2 separate regions of the Sus scrofa genome follow, and region 2 is linked to region 1. The links are chromatin contacts, called in public HiChIP or PLAC-seq maps. All regions are on one chromosome and are shown on one strand. The core of a region is the stretch at or near the end of the contact, and the rest is flanking DNA. Distances in the headings are between cores, read along the strand shown. Region 1 has its middle 76 kb from the start of MAP3K1. Region 2 holds the start of MAP3K1 (mitogen-activated protein kinase kinase kinase 1).

Region 1 (6,377 bases), core at 1,294-3,793:
CCCCTGGAAAAGCCACTCATACAGCTAGAACAAACAGATAGGGCCACTCCACTAGCCCTCAGGAGAACTCTGCACCAATGTAAGGCTGTGGAGATACACACAGGAACATCATCCAGTGCTGTCTATCCAGGAACCACCACCAAACATTTCATGGCCGGTAGTGGTAGGGGGGGTCAAAAAAACAGAGACAACAGAAATTACAGATGTGATCCCTGGAAAGCACCATGAGTATTTGGAAAGCAGAACCTTGCTGAGGGGGCTCAGGAATGTCCTAGTGGACTGGTAGCCTGTGACAAACAGCAAAAGAGAAATAAGAGGGCTCAGTGCTCAAAGGCTCAGCTCCTTTCTCCCCCAGGAGACAGGGCCAAAAATACTGCCCTCGGATGCACGCAAGACTTGCCTTTGCCAGGTTCTGTGCTGACCCTGGGCACTAAACAAAGTGCTCTGAATCCTTCCCCTCGGCCCTCTGCCCTCAGCTCCTCTTTTGTTTCCTTCAGACCCATCCGGCATTACAGAGAAGGAAGAGCTTTAGATTCAGTCGAGGTGGTGGTAGTGGTGGGGGCTTTGCAATTAAACTGCTAATTAAGGAAATACCAACCTGAAGAAGCTAATTTGCACTGACCTATTTAAAATATCTAGCAGCAGATCAGGCATGAATTGAGGTACGGCCCTTTTATGCGTCAGCCAACTGGCTTGCTTTCAGAGCAGTGGCTATCAATAATTCCATGCTGAGGACCATCTGATAGGAAATCAACCGCTGGCCCCTGGAATGCCAGCATTCCCCACCGCTCTGTTTTCCCAGTTGTCAGCTCTGTTTATAAATTGTCCATTTATAGCAAATCCAGCACCTGCTATGAACACCTCATCCTGCCAAGTGTTGGAGTGCATCTCAGAAAGAGCCACTATAGACTTCTTCAATTCCTTTTAACCTTCTCCCAGTCCCAGAGTTTGAATATTTGCATAGGAATTCTGAGGGAGGACACACTCTATACAGAAAAGGCTAGATAGTCTATTAAAAGTTAACATTTTGCTGAGAGAGGGAGGGAGCGCAAATCATCATTCTCTTGGGAGACACAAACGCTCTTTCTGAACAAGTCTGACATTGGGACACATTTAAAATAACCCCTAAAAAATTCCGCAGGGTAAAAATGCTCTGGAAAAAAAAGTTAAGGGAGGCTTTCTTTTTAACTCCATTATGTAGCTTTTTAGCTCACTGTCACTACAGCCACTTAGCAGATAATGCTGCCTGCTGCTCAAACCCATTATGTAAAATATATTTAAAGACACCTTCTCCAGTACTGGAAACCCACTACTGTGACCTAGACTAGGGGCTTTTTCCTTGTCAGTTATCCATTTGCAAAGTGCCTAGAATTAATTCTCCAAATGCCACCCCTCCCCCTCAATCCCAAAATGTTCTGTTCGTTTTGCTCTTTGCAAAACAAAATAAAACCAATGGCACAAGGAGAATATTCATGGGGTGTGGGTTCATGGTTTCTAGAGGGTTGTGAAGGTCAAACCAGATGCAGATGCATGTGGATAACCTTGGGGGTGGTGGGGAGACCCGCCTGATTCTTCAGTTTACAACTTGCCAGGATAATCCTCTTCAAGCATAAGATTGTCACCCTTTTAAAGCCCTGAGAGGGACCCTGCTGAAGACCACGTGGGCAGAGGCAGCTGGGCTGCAGGGCAGCATTCTTGGGCCCCAGCTCTGCCTTCAGCCAAGTGGGCGGCCCCATATTTTTATGGGAGGACTAAATACTTCTTTAAAAATTAAAAAAAAAAAAAAGAAAGTTGGGTTTTATGGACATAAAAGACAACTCGTGCAAGGTTGTTATTATTCGTGGGCCAGCAGAGTTGGGTGGGTGGTCATGAAATCAGGAAAAACAGAAGTGACTTGAGAAATAGAGGGCATGAAACTAAACACCCATGAAATTAGAAATGCTGCTTTGACATAATGTGTTTTCCTTTCCACAGGTCAGGGTCCTCAGCATTACAGAGCACTCCAAAAACTTGCAGTTTTTGTTGTAGTCCGTGTAAATTAAGCTAATCTTAGATTACAGAGGCATCAGTTCTTTCTTTCCCAAATGGGATTGTGCTTAATCAATTCCATGTTACTCCAATGCAAATCATCCTTGCTTACTTTTTGGTCGTTCTGGGGCTGTTTCCCCAACCTGGATTCTCTCACTCATCACAGAAGTCAAGCCCCTGTTACTGGAGATGATCTCTGAGATGCCCCTGTTAGAGAAAGGAATGTGCAAATTAGGAGACTACAAATCAGTTTGAAAACTCAATGACTCCTTCCCATAAATCTATGTCCTTAATATTAAAAATCATTTGGAGGTGCTGAAAAGAAAGAGAACTGATCTCTAACAGAAAACAGCAGCCCTACTCTCTTTGGGGGCACAGACTAGTAGTCGAGAGGGGTAAGGCAGATCTAAATCCACGTTCTGCTACCAAAAATAGAAAAGAGGAAACCTTTGAAGCCAAAGAAGGCCTAAGAATATCCGTCAGCAAAGAGCTAGAGCGACATGGACAGGAAGCAATGCTCAAGTGGCAGTTTTGTGCTGCCTTTTTTTTTTTTTTTTTTTTTTTTTCCTCTTCGTAGCTTTCACAATCATCCTGTTAAAAAGATAGCTTTCAAAGACTTCCCTTCAACACAGATGCGGGCCCTCACAGTCAGCCTTTCTGCAGCAGCTCAGGGGTCTGGCGCTCCCCCGCGCTTCCAGGCAGCCCTTGGCTTTGGTGTTCTTCCCCCTGCCACGGATCACTTCAATCTGTTTAAGGCTGAACAGCCAACTCTTCATAGACCACGTTCCACCGAGAGCCCTCAGTAGGAAATGGTTGGCTGAGCAAACATTTGTTTCCTGTTTTGCTCTTGATAATTTTACATTTCAGCTCAACCTAGCTTTCCCCTTTTATAGTTATGAAAATCAACACATTGAGCCAGTGAAGTTTGTTTTCCCTCATGCATTTTGAATGATGCTATTAAGAATACATGTGAATAGATCTTATAAAAGATATTGGAGTTAGAAGTGGTTCCTTGGAAACAAGAAGGTGAGGGAGCTTCGGAATGGCCTGTGGACAGCTGGAGAGGCATAGATGTTAAGAGGGTGACCAGACAGAGAAAAATAGGGTATGGGGGAGAACACAGATAAGAAAAGACATTGAGAGGCCAGTAGAGCCTCTGTTAGCCATGCAACTTTATACAAATTAGGAAGAAGTACCCCTTTTTCTGAATACACACAAACTTGAGAGGGCACATGGTTAGATATCAGGCCTTCACTCTTCCTTTTGGCGAGGTGCCATTCTGCAAGGCAGAGCCCCACATACTATATGCGGGGCTTGGGAAAAATGTGTGCAAGAGACTGAAAGTTCCAAATGGGGAAATTTAGCAGAACCGGCCAAGAAAAAAAAAAAAAAAAAAAAAAAAAACAAGAGTCACGGATGTTTCTGGTAGCATACAGGAAATCCTGTTTTGAATCATAGATCTTTGCTAACTGAGGGTTGGCAAAACTGATTTCTCCAAACTAGCTTTATCAAAACATCCCAGTGGAGTGTATCATCCTTTATCGTGTTTCATATGATACATGTATTGTTCATTTTTATGGGAGCTTTGTGTTCAGCACATTGAGTGGATAACTTGTAGGCTTTATATAATTTATGTCTGTCAGGAATGACAATCCCTGACTAGGCACAAATGGCTGTGACTAGTTATAATCTGAGCCCGAATCTGAAAACATTTGAACTTCAGAGGATGCACAGTTGGGGATTCTTAACTGCCTTTCTAACTCTTGAATATTTTATTGAAATAACTCATTAAAATTCAGTTAAACGAAAAAATATAATAACCTCCAATCCTCAAACAGATTATTTTTCCAAGGTCATGGTCCCAATTTGTAATATAATCCCTTATCAATCTGTCCAGTTAAATCCATGAATTGCCTCATAGTTAGCAAAATTGAAGAGGGCAAAAAACAAAATCTCACAGAAAATAGAGAAGCAAAAGATGAAACAGAACATGATATTTCTTACCTAAAACATAATCAATATGTAATAAGCGTACAACTCTCACTCAGGACCTGGGCACTCTCACTAGTGGGAACCATTAAGGCTTATGCGACAGCTCACAGATTTTACAGTTGAAAACAACTGTTCCATTCACCATCTTGTAAAATCCTCAAACAGTCCCTGGAGGTAAGTATGTTTTTGTCATTGCCTTTCGGTAGGTGAGAAAACTGCAAAATAGAGAGAAGCTGAGAGACTTGCCCAAGGCCATCGAAATAGTAAATGACAGAACCAGGCTTCAAGGCCAGGCTTCTGGCTCAAACCAGTGATCTTGCTAATATACCGGCTCTCTAGCTCAAACAGTTCAGAGATATCTCCTGATGGCCTCTGCATCCTGGGCAGGTTGAAAAATATTCAACCTGGGCTGAAAAATATTCAACCTGATGGCGGATGGGATCGGCAATGATGTATTCTAGCAACTTTAGTGACTTAGCTTTTGAATACGTATTTATTTATACTTTCCAAAGATTTTAGTCTGATGTTTATACGTAAAACTATAGTCTCTGTTGCAGTTGACCCAGGGTGTAACAGTCAAAGGATTTAGTCAAATCTGTGGAATTATAAAAGCCAATAACAATAGTATTAAAAATCATGGTTTAAATAGGTTTTTTGTTTTTTAAAAAGTGTTTTAAATTTAGTTGTTTTAATAAAAATTATAGGACTTCCAATGGTGGCTCAGCAGTTAACAAACCCAACTAGGATCCAGGAGGATGCAGGTTCAATCCCTGGCCTCGCTTAGTGGGTCAAGATCCACCATTGCCATGAGCTGTGGTGTAGGTTGCAGACATGTCTCGGCGCTGGCATTGCTGTGGCTGTGGTGTAGGCTGGCAGCTGTAGGTCCGATTCAACCCCTAGCCTGGGAACTTCCGTATGCCATAGATGCAGCCCTAAGAATCAAAAATATTAATAATAATAGTAAAAATTATATATTTTAAGGCATACAAGGTAATTTTTTATATATGCTTACATTGTGAAATGATTACCACAATCAAACTAATCCACATATCAAGGGTAACCTCCAATAGTTACCTTTTTGGGGTGTGTGTGTATGTTGAGAACCCTTGAGATCTACTCTTAGCAACTTTCAAGTATATAATGCGTTATTATTAACAACAGTCACCATGCTATATGTTGGAAGATGAGTAAGTTCTGGAAACCCAAGTGAAAGTTTGTACCCTTCAATCCCTATCTCCCTTTTTCCCCACTTCCCAGCCTCTACTAACTTAGCATTCTAGTCTCTACACAGGCCAGGTTCTGTTTGGTTTTGTTTTGGTTGTCTTCCGCTGGTTTGGAATGTTAGGGAGTGTGATGTTTATTTCAACATGAAAGCATTTAATGACGTTGCAAATAGGTCTTGCAAAGAATTCATGGTTGAGGCTGATTCTAAAAGGGGGGAAGGTCTATAGTTGATCTGTTCTCATTGCTTGACTACCAAGCGTCCAGGTGAGAGGACAGTCTTGTGTGCCAGTTCAGCATCTATATTAATAACTTCATGTTAAAGGCTAAGAATAAGATCCTTCATGCAGTCTCTCTGCCAGATGCATTTTTGGAGAAGTAAAATGTTAACTGATTTCAGTTAACAGCCTCAGAGTTATCTGCTTCTGTAATACCCTCTCTCTCAATGCTAATTCAGATTCCTGATTTTAAAAATATATTTTAAATTGCGGATACCTTTGTATTTACCATTTCAAGTGTCTGAACCCAATCTGTTTGGACTTAGAGTATCACTGTCTCCAGCTGTCTAACAAGTGAGAAAATTCTTTGGGAAGTTAAGGGCAAGGCTGGCAGTGATCCATTGGAAAGCCTGCTTCCTAGAAGATTCAGCCAGGTAACCAGATGATGACAACAGATGGTGAAACTCATCCACCATCACATTGTTACAATAAAAACAGCAGCCCTTAGAACAAATCTAGTGGAAATGACACATATAATCTAATCAAGTAACTAGTGACAGCTCCAGTTAATGGTCCTTTTACCGTTTATATCCATTTCGCTCCTGAATGCCTGGGTTATGTTGTTAAAAACTTTCATCCCCCAACCTACTCTATAATACCAGCAATTCCACATCCAGTTTTCTATCATAGAAAAATTCTTGTTTGTGCAAGATGTGTACAGATATGTTTGTGGCAGTGCTATTTGGGGGGTTTTTTTGTTTGTTTTTTGTTTATTTGTTTGTTTTGCCTTTTAGGGCTGCACCTTTGGCATATGGAAGCTCCCAGGCTAGGGGTCGAATCAGAGCTCTAGCTGCTGGCCTACCCCGCAGCCACAGCAATGCTGGATCTGAGCCACATCCACAACCTACACTACAGCTC
Region 2 (6,377 bases), core at 1,672-4,171, 77 kb after region 1:
GCCAGTTCATATTAAATCTGTTCATTCTACAGACTTGTGGTTGCTAAGGGGGAAGGGAAGGGCATGGGATAGACTTGGGATCTGGGGTTAATAGATGCAAACTTACTGCCTTTGGAATGGATAAGCAATGTGATCTTGCTGTATAGCACTGGGGACTATATCTAGTCACTTATGATGGAGGATAATGTGAGAAAAAGAATGTATATATGTATGTATGACTGGGTCTCTTTGCTGTAGTGTAGAAAACTGAGAGAACACTGTAAACCAGCTATAATGGAAAAAATAAAAATCATTTAAAAATAAATCTGTTCATTCTAATATCAGTGGTTTTTATGTACAATGAGGAAACGCACCAATATTAAACTGGATCCTCCAAATGAATGTGATGTAGGAACTGAACTGTGACTTAGGCAATTGCCAGAAGCACTATGTGGAAGCAGTGATCTGTAAAGCACAGGCATAAAGGTTACCAAAGCTATCATGGCATAGATGAAATCACTGCAACATTTGTATCTGAGAGAGGATAGAAATGAGGAGCTTGGAAATTTTAGTGTACAAGCAACTTTTGAAGAGACCCAAGTCTCCTTTATGTAGTTAAAGTAATCAAATTAAGGTAATTCAACATTACTGCCTTTATGCAGTAATATAAAGCAGGATCCAACAGCACCAAAAACAGAGCTAGAATATTAACCAATGCTTAAAATGCAAAAACTACAGTAGTAATCTCATGGGTTAAATTCTGTTCAAAGAAGACTTTGTATTAACATATGGCAGTGGAAAAACACCTTTTTCAGTCAAGCATGTCCTTTGATTATTTTTCTCTCAAAAAAAATCAGTCCCTCAGTGTATAGATAGATGCATAATGACAAGGCGAATATTTACATGAACGATTAAGGGGAAAATGACACAAAGCACCAAAAACTAGGCACAAGACCAGCATTTAAGTTTTATCCATGGTGGTGTGATGCCTGGAGGAGGTCAGAGAACTGTGGCAAGTTGATAGTGTTTTATTTGTTACTCCTCTCACTTGGTCCAGTTTTCAACACTGTACGAATAAAGAGGCAAAGTAAAATGTTTTGCAGAAATCCAATTCCACTTTGCTACTCTGGCGGAACTTCAAAACTGGAGCAATTTTTAAAGGCTGAAGGCGTCTACTTAACTCTCTCATTTACAGGTATCTTGTATGTGTGCAAATTTCAAGGTTTTCTGATCTAAACAGGAAAGAGAAAAGTCGATCCTTTCCAATGTAGCATTTGGTGGGTGTGGCAATCCGGGAAGACCTGGGAAATAACTACTGTTTGCTTTGGATGATATATTTGGCTACTATTAAAAGTGTATAATTATAGGCTAAATGTAGACTTTAAATTTTAACAGATTTATCTAAAGTTTCAAAATTTGTACCATTGGATGTAACTATCTCAAACTATCTTATGGCAGTCATTGTAGCAGTATTCAAAACACTGAGCTAATATGAAATCTGAACCCATTTAAAAAAATCCCTCGAATATCACCATCCTCCTCAGTTAACACTTACACCCAGGAAGGGGGCTCTTACTTTATCTATTTCCAAGAAGTCAAAGCAATGATTTTGTAGACAGTTTAGACTTCTGCCTAAATACATAAATACAGACAAGACAGCGCTCTCCTTTCGGTTCCTGAAGAACGTCCCTCTCTTTCCCCGCCTCCCTTAATTCCACCTTCACAAAATAAATCTAGGGACTCGGGTCCCCGGGTTGTGGCACTTTTCCCATCATAGACAAACCTGCTGGAGGAAAAAACGCGACGCAGAAGCCCGAAGCTCGAAAATCATTAACATGTAAATGGTGCCTTTTCCATTCCAAAGCACCTTATCTCCAGACGCCCCGGGGGACTGGAAGGGTTCGGAACGCCAAGTTAGGCAGCTCCGGCACTGCAGGGGTGGGGGCGGAGGGAACCCGGACGGTGGCCAGACCCTGCCGGGAAGAGAGACGTGCAGCTAGAGGCATAGGATTCGGGGAGGGCCAGAACCTGGCGGAGGACAATTATCGAGCACTTCCTGGTTCCTTCCCCAAACGTGTTTTAAGTGGTCCAATGTATATGTATCGCTGCCTTTCCCAAAGACAGTCGAGGAAAATCAAGATCTATAGAGATTCCCCTTGCTCCCTCTCGCCGCTCTCTGCCTCTCTCTAGCCCCGGGCAGGGGTAGGGCATAAGAAGGGTTTACTAAATCGGTGATTTCAGGTTATGAACAAGCTATTCCAGGAAACTTTTGTTTTATTCTTAGCACGAGTTGGGGGGAGGGAGGCAAAACATGAGGAAAGCTTAAAAAAAAAAAAAAGATTTTTCTGGTCCGCGGCACCACGTCTACTGAACGTTGGCTTTCTTTCACTTTGCAGTGGCCGACTGCCCTGGGTGCCACCTGCGCGAAGGGGGGCGGGGGTGGGGTTGGTACGCGCCGGAGTTCTCCAACTCCCACTGTAACGGACAGTGCGAATGACAGATTGCAAAGCCTCCTGCATGCTTCCCCTGCAACGCACCACACAACGAAGTTCGAACTGCAACATTCGATGGGCGAGCACGGGCCGAGACTGCTGCAGAGAGGAAACGGCGTTCCGCCGCCGAGGCTCCTCCTCTCTCCGGTGCAGCCCGGGACTACCTGGAGGCGCAGCGGGTGAGGCGCGCAAACCACAGCGCGCCCCCGACGCAGCCACCTCCAAGCCCACCTCGCTAGCCCGCGCGCGGAGCGCACAGTCAGCGCCCTCCACCTGCACCCCGTCGTCCCACCCGCCGCGCCAAACCCCGCGCGCCCGCCTGTGGGTGCAGGCCAGGCGCCCGAAGGGCCGTGCTCACGCAGTTGGCGCAGGCTGCCCTACGCTGGAGGCGCAGCGCCAACCGGTCCGCCCGCCCCCTGCACTCTCCCCGCCCCCTCCCTCCCTCGCAGGGGCCGAGCGAATGTAGCCCGCGAGAGAAAATGGCGGCGGCGGCGGGGAATCGCGCCTCGTCCTCGGGATTCCCGGGCGCCGGGGCGGCGAGCCCCGAAGCGGGCGGCGGCGGAGGGGCCCTCAAGGCCGGCAGCGCGCCCGCGGCAGCCGCGGGGCTGCTGCGGGAGGCGGGCAGCGGGGGCCGCGAGCGGGCAGACTGGAGGCGGCGGCAACTGCGCAAAGTGCGGAGTGTGGAGCTGGACCAGCTGCCGGAGCCGCCGCTTTTCCTCGCCGCCTCTCCGCCGTCCTCCTCCACTTCCCCGTCGCCAGAGCCGGCGGACGCTCCTGCGAGTGGGAGTAGTTTCCAGCCTGTGGCGGTACCACCGCCCCACGGAGCCGGGAGCCGAGGCGGCGCCCATCCTGCAGAGCCGGCGGCCGCCCCAGACAGCGGCGCCCCGAGCACCGCGGGGGCCGAGCCCGGGGAGAAGCGGATGCCCGCCGCAGAGCCACCTTCTACTGCGGCCCCTGTCGGGTGAGCTGCGGGGCCGGGAGCGTGGCGGGGACTAGGGAGGCGGTCGGTCGAGGGCAATGAATGAACCCTGGGCACCGCGAACGGCGCCGCGGGGCTCCGAGCAGCTCGGCTGCGCGCCGCTCGCCGGGACCCGAGCCCTCGGGCACCCACTTTGACCCCTACAGCATCGGGTGGCGTCTCAGACCTGGCCTGGGGGACCGGTTGGGGGCCCGGGGCGGGGACCTGCCGGAGAGTTTGTTATTGTTTGCAGACATGTGACAGTCGTGCGAGCCCTGCTGCGGGGACCGCTTGAGATAAGGTGCGGGGGGCCCAGGATGGCTTTGTGGGGCTCCCGGAATAGGGACTCTCAGAGGAGCCCCGGCGCGGGACCCTGGCGCTGTCCTCCCGGCGGGCAGCAGTACGGCGGCGGCGACCCGGGACCGGAGTCCACGGGGCGGGGGGAGCGCTGCGGGTGAGGCCCGAGCCCAAGGGCGGGTGGTGGTCAAAAAAGGGGCGGCGTAGATGGGGAGCCTTGCCTGAGGCCGGGAAGGGGGGGCAGAGGGCGGCGGAGAAAGCGGCGGGCGTCACCGCAGCCGTGACAGGCGGAGCCCCTGCTCAGGTACCGGGACCGGGCGGGGACGAAGGCGGCGCGCCCGGAGCGCGGCCGCAGAGACTCCGTGGTGGACGGCTCTGTAACGCCTGTCAAAGCGGTGCAGACCTACCGGCTGCAAACTCGCGGGGGCTTGCGGTCTTTTAGGACGTGAAGTTTTCAAATTTAGTCCCCCAAGGGGCTCCTTAGTGTCTTTGGGAATGCGGACTGCACTGCTAAGACTTAAGTGACTTCTGTTTGGAGTTTGAATTCGGCCTTTGAAGTTTGCATTTGGCGGAGGGGTGTAAGAGCCAGAACCGGATGTGTCAGCCATTCAGTTTCAAAGCGGTGGTGACTGCTCCCCGCAGCCTCTCCGGCGTGGTTGGAGACCACGGCGCGGGTGCGGTGCTTCCTGCTCCGTGCAGCTGCGCAGGTCGCCCGCCGGCTGCCGGATTCCAGTGGACGCAGTGCGGTGGGCTCCTGCTCTGATAGTCCTGTACCTGTGCCGTTTATGGATTATGGTATGTGTAAGGTAATTCAGACCAAGGGCTCCTGGCCTGACCCTTTTGTGGCAACTGGGAATTTTTATATTTAAAGAAATTCTTTTAAGTGTGACAGCCATAATCCTTGGTTCTTGTTGTTGTTGTTATTTTAAATCTGCATAGTTTATGCAGAGCACAGGCTTATGGGGTATTTTGAGATGCTGGAAATGTTTTCATGATAGTCACTCGTTGCCTTACAGAGTTTCCTGACCTTTATTCCGAGTATTTTAAAGACTGCCTTATGTTTGTTTCGCTTGTGAAACGAATTTGACAGTAGAAATCGTTGGTTTGGGTTAATTGTCTAATGTGATTGACAGTTTTGGGGGCAAGTTGATTATTTGTTTAAAACCACAGTTCGTTGATTACTTGGAAGTTGCCCCTTTCCCTCTCCTCTACCCCTCTCCGCTCGCGCGCACCACACACACACACACCCCCCACCCCCACCCCCCCACACCCTTAAAATGTGGTCAGCACTGTGCCAGGGCAGTATTGAGAGGAAAGGAGATTTGTGACTGTAATAGTTTTCTCTGGGCACTTGTACATGTAACTTAGTGTTAGAAGAATTAGATTCCTCCACAGTTTATGAGCTCCTATACATTGGATTAAAACTTGACTAGAGCAATTCTTTGTTGGCGATTGTTACTACAAATTGGTTCCAGAAAAAATTATTAAGACTCAAAGTTGAGAAATTAATTTTGTCTATTCTCATGAGGCCAGTTTTTTTGGAGGTGGTAAATAATTTAGCAAGTGTTAGCATTCTAGTCATCTTAATGAGCTTTGAATATAGGAAAAGAGGAACCACTGTAAAATTAATGTATACATGTTGTATAGTGGAGGCAGATAGAATTATAAGACTGAGTAATCCATGCTTGATTTTTGCATTTTTATAGCCTAGGTTTTCACCCCCTTTTTAAGGGTGGATTATAATTGAATACTATATGAAATAATGGGCTAATCAGGAAAGCCAGTTTTTTTTTAAATGTATTTCATTAGCCAGAATGCTGTTCCTTCATCCCAAATATAATATCTAAACATTTCATTTATTGGAAGATGTCGATTCCCTCTCTTTTTCAAATAATGATTTTTTTTCCAATTTCTTTGTCAATGGAATTGAAATTCATTTGAATCTATTGGTATACACACTTTGGTTATAAGCAGCTGAATGTCACACTTTACTTTTTTGACAATAGTTACATTCATACTTTCGGGAGAAAAATCTAATACTGAGTTTTTTTGAAATATTTTTATGTTTCAGTGGTATGGATCTGGAGACCCCTTCTGTTTAAAGATCTGTTGCATTTTTAAAAGAAAATTCTGTTTTAAAATTTTATAATTTCCTTCAGTTTTGGTCTTTGAATGTAGACATTGAAATTGTAGAAAATGCATTTTTGTAGTATAAGGCATATAAATATTACCCATTAAAAATAGAAGATCTTAGGGCCATCCCTCTTTCTTTAGAGTAATAACTGAAATCAGTGAAAGTTTTTTGCCTGTAAGTGGCGCCCAAGGGTTTTGGGATTTTTCCTTATATTACAGAATTAGGGGCTTTTTCTTCCTATATGCTGCCTTTGAAGAGAAATTACAGCGTTACTCTCCATTGAACAGGCTGTTGTGAGTTTGGTAGATATAATTACTCTATCCTATTTTTGTAACTTAAGAAAACCTAACTATCAATTTGCTGGCCCATGAAAGAACAAGATATGCTGTACTTGTTAATGTTAGTTTTTGTTTAAACTAAAGCTATTTCACTAGCTGCTTTTATATCCTCATACAGTCCTTAGCTTTTACCTCCTTTTAGAAGCTGCTAGACTAAAAATATAATTTAGTGACTTTTT

Evidence for each region. HiChIP or PLAC-seq counts read pairs in DNA pulled down with a chosen protein or histone mark.
Region 2: a contact with region 1 is called in an H3K27ac HiChIP or PLAC-seq map of alveolar macrophages. The contact joins the promoter of MAP3K1 here to the enhancer-like site in region 1. A contact is called at or near these places in 7 of 47 Hi-C or Micro-C datasets (blood, embryonic fibroblasts, heart right ventricle and 2 more) and 2 of 2 datasets of contacts at active chromatin or transcription factors (alveolar macrophages and skeletal muscle).

The regions. Positions count from the first base shown.
Region 1 is chr16:35,793,253-35,799,629 of Sscrofa11.1, forward strand. No RefSeq gene overlaps it. Among named protein-coding and RNA genes, the nearest start is that of MAP3K1, 76 kb to the right of the region's middle. Within about 2 kb of position 2,544, at least 34 of the 83 cell types and tissues checked have an H3K27ac peak or open chromatin away from gene starts, as enhancers often do. A contact at or near this core is called in alveolar macrophages, skeletal muscle and subcutaneous adipose tissue, where this site is marked.
Region 2 is chr16:35,869,380-35,875,756 of Sscrofa11.1, forward strand. MAP3K1 (mitogen-activated protein kinase kinase kinase 1) reads left to right here and starts at 2,922. Exons shown (of 20, transcript XM_003133973.5): 1 at 2,922-3,432. The coding sequence starts at 2,951.